Regions from separate parts of the Mus musculus genome. Here region 1 is linked to region 2. The links are chromatin contacts, called in public HiChIP or PLAC-seq maps. All regions are on one chromosome and are shown on one strand. The core of a region is the stretch at or near the end of the contact, and the rest is flanking DNA. Distances in the headings are between cores, read along the strand shown.

Region 1 (6,418 bases), core at 2,144-4,643, 98 kb after region 2:
TCTTAACCACTGAGCCATCTCTCCAGCCCCACAAAGCACTTCTACTCTGTCTCAATGGAGGGGAGAGTAGAGAACTTCGCTTTTACTTATCGGTTCATTTTTGTAGACCAAGGGATCGAACGAATGAAGCCGGCATGCAGAACAGGCTACAGAACACTTGGCCCTGGCCCTGAACGCTTATCTCTAAGAAGTCGTTCTGCCCATACGCTAGACTATACGTAGTCTGGTGTACTTAGCACATTCATCTTACTAGGGGTTAGACCTGGGGCCTTGAGCACACTATACAAGTACTGTACCATTGAGTTCCACCCTCAACCCTTATAATTAGCTAGAATAATAACCCAATAATGAGTTAGTTCTAAAAATCAAGAGCTTGGCACAGTGATGCAGGCCTGGAGTCCCAGCTATTGGGATAGTTGGTGGGCAAGGTAGGAGCTTGAGGTCAGCCTAGAAAATACAAGACTCTACCTCAGGTGTGGTGGCACATGCCTTTAATCCAAGCACCTGTGAGGCAGAGAAAGGCATGTCTCTGTGAGTCTGAGGCTAGCCTGGTTTGTTTATCTAGTTCTGGGCCAGCTAGGGCTACATAATGAGACCCTACCTCAACAAACAAACAAACCCCCAAAGACAAGAATTAACAGAGACCCACAACCGGACAACATACAGACAGCGAGAGATCTTGGACCACTAGTCCTAAGTGGGAGGTCTCCATCAAACCTCTCCCCTTGGCTCAGGAACTCTGTTATGAAAGCCAGAGGGAATGGAGAATATTAAGAAGGCCTTCGAGATAACAGGCTGGACACACATATGGTCCCACAGAGATGGAGGCTGGTATGTTAGAATAGCTGCTCTCGTCTGAACACAGCACCCCAGGCCAAAACAGTTCCATGTGTAAGAGGTTTATTGGGAGAAAGAAAGAGAGAGAGGCAAGGAGGGTGGTGGCAGAAAGAAAAGGGGGGAAGGGTTGGGGAGGGCCATTCCCCTGAATGTATGGATAATGACACAACACAGGTAAAGGTGGGAAGTGAGCCAAGTGGATTCTGGGAATATGGTGGTCGTTGTCTTGGCAACAGGTCTGTAGGTCCTGCCTATGTGATGTCACAGGTTTTAGAGGTCCTGATGCCAACTATGGCAGCATGCACAGGGCACCACAGGTTCAAGTCAGGTGGTCCCAGTGCTGAGAGGGGAAGTGCACACAAGCCCCCACCCTAACCCAAAAGCTATCTCCAACTGACAACAGCTTGCAAAGGAAACATTAGTTTCTCCAAGGGAGTCTCCCTAGATATACAAACCACACTGACGCACAGGCCCCGTGCCCAGCAGTATTAGCCAACACGAATGATCTCAGTAGTATTTCTGTCGACCTTTTGTCTCAGGTTGTTGTTTGTCTGTTTTGCTTTGTTTTTTTTTTTTTTTTAAACCTTACTGATCTTTTGCTTGTATATTATGGTTTCTGATTTCTGTGTTTTTGTAGGTTTTGCTTTTTGTGGGCATGTCTCTGTGTTTTCTTTTCTTTGTTAAAAATTCTGGTATGTTTAGCCAGGCAGTGGTGGCACATGCCTTTAATGCCAGAACTTGGGATTAAGGCCAGCCTGGTCTACACTGAGTTCCAGGACAGCTAGGGCTATACATAGAAACCCTGTCTTGGGGGGGGGGGGATAGTTCCAATGTCATATTTTCTTTCAATAGGGTCGTTATTATATAATTTTTATTATATTTTCTATTATATACTTTCACATTATGTAATTATATGATTGTACTTTATTTTTTTTTTTTTACTTTTTTTTTTTATTTATTTATTATATGTAAGTACACTGTAGCTGTCTTCAGACACTCCAGAAGAGGGAGTCAGATCTCGTTAGGGATGGTTGTGAGCCACCATGTGGTTGCTGGGATTTGAACTCTGGACCTTCGAAAGAGCAGTCGGGTGCTCTTACCCACTGAGCCATCTCACCAGCCCATGATTGTACTTTATAACCGTTTGAAGTAATGAAAGCCTGACCGGAAAGTATTCACTTCTAACTTAGCTATCATAAAACAATATTGCAAACATCATTTAAACATTTTACATGGCCCTCTGCAAAACTACTTCAAAACTACTTCAAACGCCAGGGTACCAGACATATCCTGACTGCAAACTTCAGGAAGGGGGATTCTCCTTGGCATTCATTTTCCTTCTGGAAACCTGATCTCTAGTGAACTAGGAGCCTAATTCACTGCAGGCCATTGAGGAACAACAACTCCCAATACCTGGCCTCCAGAGAGCCACCCACAGGCCACCTCACAAATGGAGAACTTACTGGGTTTTTTTGTTTTGTTTTGTTTTGTTTTCTTCAGTGACCTACTTAAAAGCTTAGAGCCTGGACTTTAAGGAAATGATGGTTTTGTCCAAATGAGCACAACTTCCTCTCTCACCTTTGACTGTAGCTCAGCAAAGGCCAATCCCTCCCCCACCCTCTCTACCCTCCAACCCCCAGCTATTTGACTCAGTCTGCACACAGGAAAGTAGAACCCTAACCCTCAAGCAGCACTCCCAGCATGCCCTGCACCTCCCACACTTGCACCTCACAGGATGGCATGGCCGGGGAAGTGCATTCACTTTACAGGGGAGGGAAACAAAGCTTAGAAAATGCCACCAGCACTGCTGCAGACCTGGCAAGGATTCTCCATTCTCTGAGTCCCTCTCCATTCTCTGAGTCCCTCTCCATTCTCCTTGACCAGAAGGCTTGCTTTAAGCTTATTCTCCTGATTCACTTTCAAATTCTTTCTGGGCAGAGTTTGAGCCGCTTTCCCCTCCACTTTGTGTGGGTATGTGTGCGTACAGGAGTGCGTGCGTGGGTGGTGGTGGGGTGCTAGGGACGAACTGCAAGGCTTCATGGGTGGTAGACAAGTGCTCTAATACAGAGCGGAAAGCCCAGCCCAGACTCTTTCAATTTAAACATCCCACAATAAAAGGAGAGAGGGAAATGCCAGCATAGCTCGCCACCATAGCTTGCCACCAGCCATAATCTGTAAGATGACCAATGGAGATCCAGCACAGAGAACTGCCAGGAAAAAACATGAAATGCATCAAGAGATGCAGCCAGGACCAACAAAGTCACGCGAGATGCCGGCCTCTGATCGGCAAAGAGAGATCTTTCATGGTTTGTGAGACACAGCTGGGAAGGAGGGGTGGGAGAGGAACAGCCACTGCAGGAAGATGCAGGTCTTTTATCAGCTCTTCCCGGCAGCCTCTATCTTTCCAGGGCCTGGAGGGGCCTGGAATACTTTGCATATTTGTCAAGAGGTTGAGAGGATTATTTGTGTTTTTCTTCCCTGATAGTCACAGTTGCCTTGGTGATGAAAGGTGTTTGGGCTTTTGTAATGTCACTTGTAGAAACCTGAAAAGGAGAAGCTCAGATGACCACAGCAGGGGCTACAGGCGGCAGGGCCAGTCAGGAAGAAGGGTACTGGGGCGGGTGCTTCTCCACCAGGCTTTCTGTCAGTCAGTCAGGCATGCAAACACATTCAAGACCTTCAGAAAATGCCACCCGACTCTTCCTGGGACCGGGCTCGCCTTTCTCTAAAGGTTTCCTGGGGCAAAGTGCTTATCTTAAGCAAACTTAGAGCCCGCTCCGCTCAGAACGCTTCCCACCGATTGTGCTGCCCCGCTGCTCGTGCACTGGAGCTGGACTGGCTTTGGAAACCTGCAGCACCACATGTCGGCAAAAACCTCGCCAACTGTTCTTGCTGCTCGTTTTCCTAAGCAGACCCGAATTCTGCCAGGAGGGGTCTTTCAGGGGGTGTGAATAAGAAGACCTGCAATCAGAGGTAGAGAGCTCCCTGGCAAATGCCACCTAGAGTATTCTGAATGCAGTTTCTCTACCTCCTCCTCTAGTCCTCCCCCACGCCCCTAGATCTACTCCTCCTGTTTCTCTTAAAGGGGGAAAAAAAAAAAAGCAGGCCTCCCAGGGATATCAACTGAACAGGGCATATCAAGTTGCAATAAGACGAGGCACATGCCCTCACATCCAGGCTAGACGAGGCAACCCGGTAGGAGGACAAAGATCTCAAGCGCAGGCAAGAGTCAGAGACAGCCCCACTTACAAGAACAGCAAGCTCCACGTCATAACACACATGCAGAGGGCTTAGCTCAGACCCACACTGGGTCTGTGACTGTCACAGTCTCTGTGAGCCCCCGTGGAGCCCTACCTAGTTGATCTTGTGGGCTATGTTCTCATAGTCAGACAAGATATTCTAAAGAGACACCTGTGTCCCAAATATTAAAATGTCCTCAGGAGCCGGGCGGGCAGCGGCGGCGGTGGTGGCGCACGCCTTTAATCCCAGCACCTGGGAGGCAGAGGCAGGCGGATTTCTGAGTTCAAGGCCAGCCTGGTCTACAGAGTGAGTTCCAGGACAGCCAGAGCTACACAGAGAAACCCTGTCTCGAAAAAACAAAAACAAAAACAAAATGTCCTCAGGAGTCTCACACTGAGGAAAGGCCGGAGCCAGCTAGATAGAAGAGGAAACTGTCACACAGTTCTGGCAACTTACCATATCTTACAAGGTACACTGGAGCTAGGCAATGCTGTTGGATGGCGGGGTGGGGGTGGGGTCTCACGATGACAGGTTTGCTTAGTGATGCATGCCATTTGCCCTGTGCTTAAACCCACCTCAAATCAGACAGGGGGAGGGGGCGGGGAGCTGGACCTCTTCCCACGGTGGCCATGTTGAACACACCCCCTTTCCTGTTTTTCAGTATGTCTGGTCTCTTTAGAGGCAGGCACACTGGGGCTGGTGGGCGAGCCTTTGATCTGCCAGGGGCCCAGGCTTTGAGCCTGAAAACTGTTAACAAAATTCATGAGTGACTCGCCCTCTGGAATCCCAAATCGGATTATGGCTGTGGGCTTCAACATTACAATCAACTCCATTTTTTCAGTGTTGTTGGTTTTTTTTTTTTTTTCTTGAATCTGTTTTTTAATTCACTTAATTCCTGTCCCGGAGAAGCAGTTAATAAACAATCTGTCCCAGCATGACCACACAGCATAAAGTAGCAACGTATGTGTTACCTTTCACATAGGCCCAGAACAGGCCCGTTATCTTGGGATCAGGGCTGGGTTCATTTTTTCTGTCCAAAGGGCAGAGTACAGTAAGACAGCCATAATCTCATGCAGCGAGTTTATTTTTTAAGCCCATGATATGAAAAAAGTCCTCCACCTATCAGAAAACTTTAAAAAAAATCAAATGATCCCTCCTAAAAGTATATCATTTATAATATATGTTTTATAATTTGTAATTATATTTAGAAAATTAACATTTATATTTTACTATTATAATTAAAATCTAGTCCTTTGAAATTAAAAAGGTCCTCTGAGCCTGTAGAAACTGATTGGGGCGGGGGGGTCACAGAAACATTTTGGGGTTTGGTGTGTAACCTGTGTGGGTGTGTGGTGTAGGAATCAGACCTAAGGCAAGATCTCCACCCTTGGGCTATATGTCTAGCCCTTCTATAATATTTTAAAACAATAGGATATTTTAATATATGTTATATATTAATATGTAATACAGTATATTAATAATTAATAAGATTAATATATACTATTTTAAAATAATAGGATAAAATCCCAGTCACACAGTGTGGCAGAGAATAAGAAACTTGGTCCATTTACTTCTGCCATCCCTTTCCCATATTCTCCTAGCAGCAACGCCCAGTTTTGCATTCTCTCCCAATTGACAGTCTGTGTTCCTATAAGTGAAAAAATCACCTACCTACCTTGTGGCGTTTACGCAGGGGTTCTTTGGGGGGGAGGGAGACCTGGGAGGGGTGGTGAGGATTCCAAGATAATGTTAACACCTAAAAATACATAAAACATTGTTTATGTCTCCTACATATTTTCGGATGGTGCCTTAAGGCGATCAATCATCACATTTGTAACCCTAGCACTTGGGAGAGAGAAACGGGAGAGTGTGGAGACTGGCCTTGGGTACACAGTGAGATGGACCCTCTCTTCTTGTTTGGGGATGGGGAGGAGGAAGAAAGGAGGGTGGATTAGGGAGTGTGGAGGAGGACAGGATCTTTCTCCACAGATGAGGAAAAACAGATCCTCCCTCACTCACGCAGGTGGGCAAAGGGCTACGAGGAACGATCGCCTCAGAAACGTCACTCTTCAGCTGGAGCAAATGCTGTTCACATTCCACAAGGCAGCCACACTGAGAGAATCACAGTCTTGGAGATCCCATGCAAACGTATTTATACTCTTTGCACTGTAGTTAAGAGTGGTGAAGGGGGGGTGGGGGGGCATGGCTTGCCTCCTGACAGGGAGGAGCCTGAGCTCCAAACATCACAGAGCATTAGTTGCTCTCGGACAGCAGCTGCCTGTTTTCTATTTGTTTGTCTATGTATTTATTTGTGGGTGTGCATGTATGTGTGCGAGCAGCC
Region 2 (7,290 bases), core at 613-3,112:
CCTCTTCCCCGTTGAGTGGGGAATGCAGGAGGCACGGCTGCTTTGGATGAACTCAGTGTTCCTCCAGACTACCCAACATCGAGGCCTCTGCATCAGGCCTCCGCTTGATGGTTTCAATGTGTCGGGAAGATAAAGCCAGAGATTGGAGTCAGCCTCTGCCAACTGCACCCCCAGCCCCCCAACTAGAATCGGCTAGGTTCAAGGGAGGGAGGTTCCTGCTGGGCCACAGAGTATCGAGAAGTGCTGCTGCTGTGCAGGTCTGCAGCGCCAGACTGTTAGCTGCATCTCCTCCCAGTCCTGTGCCACCATCTTGCTTCCTAAGACATCATAGGAAACACTGCCCACATGGAAGAAACTGAAAAGTGCCTCACCACTTTGGGGTCCTTGGATAAACCCAGCACCCTCTTCCTCCTTTCCCTAACCCTTCCTCCTTTTTTTCTCCTCCTCTTCCTCCTCCTCCTTTTCTTCCTTCTCCTTCCTCTTTTTTTCATCTCTCCTGCTCTCTCCATCTGCTTCTCTCTCCCGTTCCCATGACTTTCCCCTCTCCACAGCTCACTAGAGACAGCCGCACTCTGAGAGGCCATAGCACACACAAGGCTCTGGTATTGCTTCACTGCTCTGATCAGCACCTTTGAATGAGGCAGGAAACGGCCAGCACCATGGGACTGCTACTATGGGCTGGGCATACTGGGATGTGGGCCTCAGATTGGGATTCGGGTGGGGGCAACCCTTTGTCATAGGGGATGACTCTGCCTGCATCTGACTTCCTTCCTGTTCTAAGTCTGTGAGGTCTGGAAATGGCTGGTCTATGGAGACAGCCATTCTTTCCTGCTTGGTGTCCTTCCAGGATTGCTGTGTGCCTCCTTATGTCCAGCCATAGGCAGTCTCATTGTGGAGACAAAGTATGTATTCTGTGCTGGCGTTTGCTCTCTGTAGCATGCCAGCACTCACCTGTGAGGCCCGAGGCCACCTTGGCAGCCAGTGGGCCATTTAGCCCTGTAAGTTGAGGCCCGGAGCCTGGGGCAGGGGGTGGGGAAAAGGGGAACAGGGTTCTCACTGTGCTCACTTTAAGGAGCCCAGCCATCAAAAGGACTTTGTCCAGTAAGTTAGAGAACATACTCCAAGAGGAGCTACAGGAATAGAAAAGACAGCCTTGCCAAGTGGGACACGCATGCGCAGTCCATGCTCAGAAACACACAACCATACCATCATGCACATATGCGTGCAACCACAAGCACACTATAGCACATACACACATAATAGTTTACAGCCACAGATATATGTGCATACACAGACACACACATATGTAGCCATAAATAAGCACATAGCATATATACCCACAAGTACATATGCATGAACACACACATGCACACACACATACATAAAATGCTATCAAAAATACACAGATACACATGCACGTATACATACATACACATGTGTGCACACAGCTACATACACACATGTTCAAACACAGCCCCGGACGCAAGTTGCAATGACTGCTAGAAGAAGACTGGTGTCAATATGTTTGAGTCTGAACGGCAATCAAATAACCTTAGGCCAAATTCTTACTGGCAAGTGGGGCTTAGTGTCCTTATCTCTAAGTAGAGGCTGAGGTCCCAAGCAAGGTGACATTGCTGTGAAGATGACATGTGACCAGCTCCTTGCACATATTGGAAGGTAAGACAGTGCCCAACCTACTGCCTCGGTGGCGGCAGCTTTGTCCTGCCTGCCGGGGTCTGCGTAGAGAACTAGAAGGCAAACATGAATGGGAAGATAAGATAAAGAACCCTGGGGATACGGCTGCCTGCCTGCTCGCCTGCCTGCATCGGTGAAACCTGACACTGTAAGGCAGAATGAGAAAGCAACTAAAGCCCCACATTCTGCACAGTCTCCCAGGGTGGGTCACTCATGGATGACCACTGACATAACCAGCTAGGGCAGGGGGGCAGCTGGGGGATGAAAAGTCTCTGAGTCCGCTTAGCTGCTGTCCAAATATGGGCATCCAAGCCTTCCCTTCGGTCCTTCCAGCTTAAAGCAGAAAGACCTAACTCCTGGGACACGGGGCTGGCAGGGTGGCTCAGTGGCAGGGCACTCGTTCGGCATAAAGCATTTGTCCGTGCTCAGCACTGCAAAACAAACTCAACAAAAAGCCTCACCAACCGGGACATATAAACAGCAAAATCACCCTGGCACGAAACACGTTATGGGATTCTAGGCTCCAGCAAACACTAAAACCCTCCCTTTCATGGCTGGGAAGAGAAGTGTCATAGATTCCACACGGACACGAATCTTCACACCAAATTGAAAATCCAAACTCCCAGGCTGCCAACCAACTCGGACTGTGTATTAATGGAGGTGTTTGTCTGAGTCCCATGCATGAGAATTTTCTGGGCTCTTGACTGGGTCATGGTGTTGACAAACAGCTGTAGTGGCTCAGGGGAAACTGGTCTGCACATGATGGAGGGACCTCCAGCTTTGAGAGAGGTGTAGCCTGGTGGGGTGCTGAGACTTGAAAGCTGGATTAGAAAACACACCACCACCACCACCACCACCAGTGTCCTGGCTAGTTTTATGTGAACTTGATGCAAGCTTAAGTCACCTGAGAGGAGGGAACCTAAATTGAGAAAATGCTTCCTTAAGATGGAGCTATAAGCAAACCTGTAGGGCATTTTCTGAATTAGTGGTTGATATGGGAGGATCCATCCCATTTCGGGTAGTGCCACCCCTGGACTGGTGGTCCTGTGTTCCATAAGAAAGGTTAATGGTCTACAGAGTGAGCTCCTGGACAGTCAAGGCTACAAAGAGAAACCCTATTTCAGAAAGAAAGAAGGAAAGAAAGAAAAAAAGAAAGAAAGAATAAGAAAGAGAGAAAAGAGAGAGAGGAGAGAGAGACAGAGAGTCAGAGAGAGAGAAAAGAGAGAGAGAGAGGAGGGAGGGAGGGAGGAAGAAAGAAAGAAAAGGAAGAACAAAAAGAAAGAGAAAGAAAATGAGAAAGAGGGCCGGAGAGATGGCTCAGCAGTTAAGAACACTGACTGTTCTTCTGAAGGTCCTGAGTTCAAATCTCAGCAACCACATGGTAGCTCACAACCACCCGTAATGAGATCTGACGCCCTCTTCTGGTGTGTCTGAAAACAGCTACAGTGTACTTTCATATAATAAATAAATAAATCTTTTTAAAAAAAGAAAATGAGAGAGAGAAAAAATAACAAAGAAAGAAAATAAGAGAGAGAGAAAAGAGAGAGAGGAGAGAGAGACAGAGAGAGAAGGCTGAGCAAGCCACGAGGAACAAGCAGGTAAGCCGCTCCTCTCCATGACCTCTGCATCAGCCCTGCCTCCAGGTTTCCTGCCCTGTTTGAGTTCCTGTCCTGACTTCCTTCAGTGATGAACCATGAGGTGGAAATGTAAGCCAAATAAAACCCTTTCCTCTCCAACTTGCTTTTGAGTCATGGTGTTTCATCACAGCAATAGAAAAGAGCCGGGCGTGGTGGCACAGGCCTTCAATCCCAGCACTCTGGAGGCAGAGGCAGGTGGATTTCTGAGTTCGAGGCCAGCCTGGTCTACAGAGTGAGTTCCAGGACAGCCAGGGCTATACAGAGAAACCCTGTCTCGAAAAACCAAAGAAAGAAAAAAGAAAAAAAGAAAAGAAAAGAAGCTAAAACTGGTATCTGGATCTCCAGGGCACCAACCCTCGTCCCTTTAGTGTCTATTTCAACAAAGAGCAGAGAAGGAAAGGCAGGAGCAGTTCAAAATGTCGGGAGCAGAATGGAGCAGGACCTTTGCCTTCAACTCTTAAGTTCTTCTACACTAGTTCCAGTCATATCTGGTGCTGGTAACCGGAAGCAGGTTTAGCACCAGCCAGGCTTTTCAGATTCGCATCAACCTCGACTTGAGGTACACATCACAAATACATATCTACTCCTCACTCGTCCCAGCCAACATGGGCCCCCATCCCAGGACACCCCCAGACACTGTGAGCTTGTTATGTTTTCCCCCCAACCTCCCCGTCTTGAGATAAAGCCTACAGCTTTCTCCTCTGTTGTGTGACTTTTCCTAGCAGGACTGAACAAATCTCCAATTACCCCAGATAGGATGTCAACAGTTCATTACAAGTCTAACTTGATGAACCAATGAGTTTACTGGGGAAGGGTGGGCACCCGTATCACCCTAAAAAACCCTACCCCAGCATGAGTGACAACTCATGAAAACTGTAAACCCAGAGTTCCTTGACCAGACTGACAGGCAGCTCAACCAATCTTTTGCAGTGTGCCAGTCAGTTCTTGTCAATCTAACACAGGTTGGAGTTAGCTGAAAAGAGGGACCAGCTGAGAAAAGACCTTGTACGATTGACAAGCCTGTGGGGTATTTTCTTAATTGGCAATTGGTATGTGATGGCTCAGTCCATTGAAGGGGTTGGGGGGTGCCACTCCTGGGCAGTTGGTCCCAGGTAGAATCAGAAAGCAGGCTGAAAAAGTCATGGGGACCCCACTTTCCCATAGTCTCTGCATCAGTTTCTGCCTGCAGGTTCTTGACTTCCTCACTGATGGACAGTTACCTGGAAGTGTAAGAGGAAATAAACCCTTTCTTCCCCAGGTTTTATCACAGCAATTGGAGTCCTAACCAGCAATTATTCACTACTTAGATGCTCTCAAGGAATGGCTTTGTGAGTCTCCGACTTTTCTCAGCTTCCGGAGCCTTGCATATCTTGGGAACTTTCTGGGTCGAAGTCTTCTTTCTCCCTCAAGAAGGGGATATTTCAACCTCTCCCAGGAAGTAGTTGCACAGTCTACAAAACTGCCCTTTTTAAAAGTCATTATACTTGGGGGCTGGAGAGATGGCTCACTGCTTAAGAGCACTGATTGCTCTTCCAGAGGCTTGGGTTCAAATCCCAGCAACCACATGGCAGTTCGCAACTGCCTGTAACTCCAGTTCCAGGGGATCAACCCCCTCACACAGACATACATACAGGGAAAAGACCAATGCACATAAAATAAAAATAAATTTTTTAAAAAAATCATTATACATTATAAAGTAGTTAGCCTAGAAATCATGATCTCGAGTGTTTTTTAAGATTATCCTTTCCGTTGTACCTTTAATGAAACACAGTATCTTTTAGTGATTCTTTGAGAATTTTGAACATCTATACCACCCTCCAACTCCTCTCATAACTACCCTTCTCCACTCTCCCATGCCTTCTGAATGAAAATGAGGACATGACCACGCCTGGGTATGGTTGAAGAGAGGGTTTTGTTGTAAATATGAGGGAGAGAACAGTCAGAACCTTCTGGAAGAGTCCAGACTGAACCTGGCCATGGGGTCGGGGCAGGAAAGGAAGAGATAGAGAGAGGGGAGAAGGGACCATCATGACCAAGAGAGTGCATTGGGAACCAAGAGAACCAGGAGTGACCCAGGAGACCAAGAGCACACTTAGCCAGAATGTTATCTAGGAATCCAAAGCTGAGGGAAGAGACAGCCAAGCCCTGGGGTGGAGATGTTTAGGGGAGGGAGGGAGGGAGGGAGGGAGGGAGGGAGGGAGGGAGGGAGGGAGAGAGGGAGGGGAGGAGGGAGGGAGGGAAGGAGGGAGGGAGGGAGGGAGAGAGGGAGGACTTGCTGGGAGGAGCCAAGGTGCTCTGTGAGACTTGTCCCAGGTTTCTTTGGGACCTGGCACTTTCCCACCTAATTTGAGTCTTCTTTGAGTATCTCCAGTCCAGTTTGTGTCGGCCGGCTGATCTTGGAAGTGGGTCTGCCCTGGATGGAAATGACCTACCAGAGCCATATCATTAAGGAAAATTGACTCTCCCTCTCCCATCAGTTATCAAATGTCAATGGCTCCTCAGCTAGTATGGGATTTCCTGCCGACTGCACCCCCTCTACGTTGGTATTTGATCTGGCTTCAGCCTTTGTAGGTAGGCGTTGTGCACACTGTCACAATTGATTAGAAGTTCCTATTTGCAACCGTGCTTTTGTGTTCAGAAAACACTTTTTCTTTGATGGTATCTCCCATCTATGGCTCTAATATTTCTGCTACCTCTTCCTTGAAGATCCTTGAGCACTGAGGGAAGGGTTCTGCCACAATGCAGCTGTCCCTGACCGCCTGTTGCAGTTTGCCTGTGACCCATGCTTGATTCCTGTTGGCGTCTTCCTGATGGCCCCTGTGAAGCTGGCATAGCTGACTTTGCTCTTGAGGGTGCATCCTCTGGGGCCCAGAAGATGAACCCCAGTTCCCCTATCTTGCTCTCCTTGCATCACAGAGAAGACTACAGAAGCCCCTGACTGGCAGCATCTTGACAAAGGTGGTTCCCGTCTACAGGTCGTTCCATGTCACCTACCAGGGTCCCCTTGCCTTCCTGCAGGATTGTGGTTTTCTTGTCTTCTCTTGGACAGAAGGACTGTCTTCTTGCATCTCACTTTCTCTAAACCTGAGGGCTTGAACACCTTCATGTCACTGAACGACCTCATCCCACCACCAGTGACAGTCTCTGGAGGCCATCTTTCCCGAAGTGAAGGGGAGATGAGAACACAGAACCGAACCTCAGCAGCCGTAGCTGGGTTCTCACTAAACCAACCCCTCATCCCCCATCTACCCCTGGTGTTTCTTAATGTCATCGAGTTGATAGTCACAGTGAACATCACTGAACCCTAACCCCACCCACCAAGGCGGCTCACATTCTCTTCCTCTGTCTCCCACAACCTTGAAGCCTCAAGTCTCTCTGGCTGATAAAAACTCTGGCCTCTGGTCTCCTCTTGGCCACAGCTGCTTCTACTTCAGGGACCTGAGTGATCTGCACATATTGAGGTTGGGAAGAAGGGTGTCTGTCCTCAATTGGGCTTCTTTACTGTCTTGGGAAGAAAAGCCCTGGGGGACCCAGAACTGACTTCCCACACCAGATGAGAAATTAGTTCCCTATGGGCACACCATCTCAGTCCTCCAGGAAAGACCCTTCCTCTGCGACCTCATGAGGCTGAGGAGGAGGAGGAGGAGGAGGAGGCAGTGTCTTCGGGCTCCCTTACGCACCCACACTTACCCTGCCTTTACCTTGTCCCCTCTGCTCCCTTGAACCTGGCTCTTCTGCATATGGCACCATGCCCTTCCTGCACAGGGGTAGGCGGAGCTTCGGAAGCCCCCAGACTGCCTGAGTTTGTCTTTTTAGTCATCTTACCTCACTTCCAGGACTCTCCTTTTGTGGCACCAGGGAAACCAGAGGCCTCCTGCTCCATTCTTTCCTCTAAATCTCCTCTGCCCTTTCCCTTTAAAGCATTCCCCACAGTTTCTAACTATAACCACCCACTGAG

The links. HiChIP or PLAC-seq counts read pairs in DNA pulled down with a chosen protein or histone mark.
Region 1: an H3K27ac HiChIP or PLAC-seq map of extraembryonic endoderm stem cells shows a contact between it and region 2. The contact joins two enhancer-like sites. A contact is called at or near these places in 1 of 484 Hi-C or Micro-C datasets (the F1.1 cell line), 5 of 115 datasets of contacts at active chromatin or transcription factors (embryonic stem cells, extraembryonic endoderm stem cells, large pre-B cells and 2 more) and 2 of 9 other capture datasets (adipose tissue and liver).

Annotation. Positions count from the first base shown.
Region 1 is chr8:27,156,953-27,163,370 of GRCm38.p6, forward strand. The region is part of intron 1 of Rab11fip1 (RAB11 family interacting protein 1 (class I)); the gene reads right to left. Among named protein-coding and RNA genes, the nearest start is that of Rab11fip1, 14 kb to the right of the region's middle. Within about 2 kb of position 3,394, at least 135 of the 459 cell types and tissues checked have an H3K27ac peak or open chromatin away from gene starts, as enhancers often do. A contact at or near this core is called in extraembryonic endoderm stem cells, where this site is marked.
Region 2 is chr8:27,060,234-27,067,523 of GRCm38.p6, forward strand. No RefSeq gene overlaps it. Among named protein-coding and RNA genes, the nearest start is that of Plpbp, 21 kb to the left of the region's middle. Within about 2 kb of position 1,863, at least 32 of the 459 cell types and tissues checked have an H3K27ac peak or open chromatin away from gene starts, as enhancers often do. A contact at or near this core is called in extraembryonic endoderm stem cells, where this site is marked.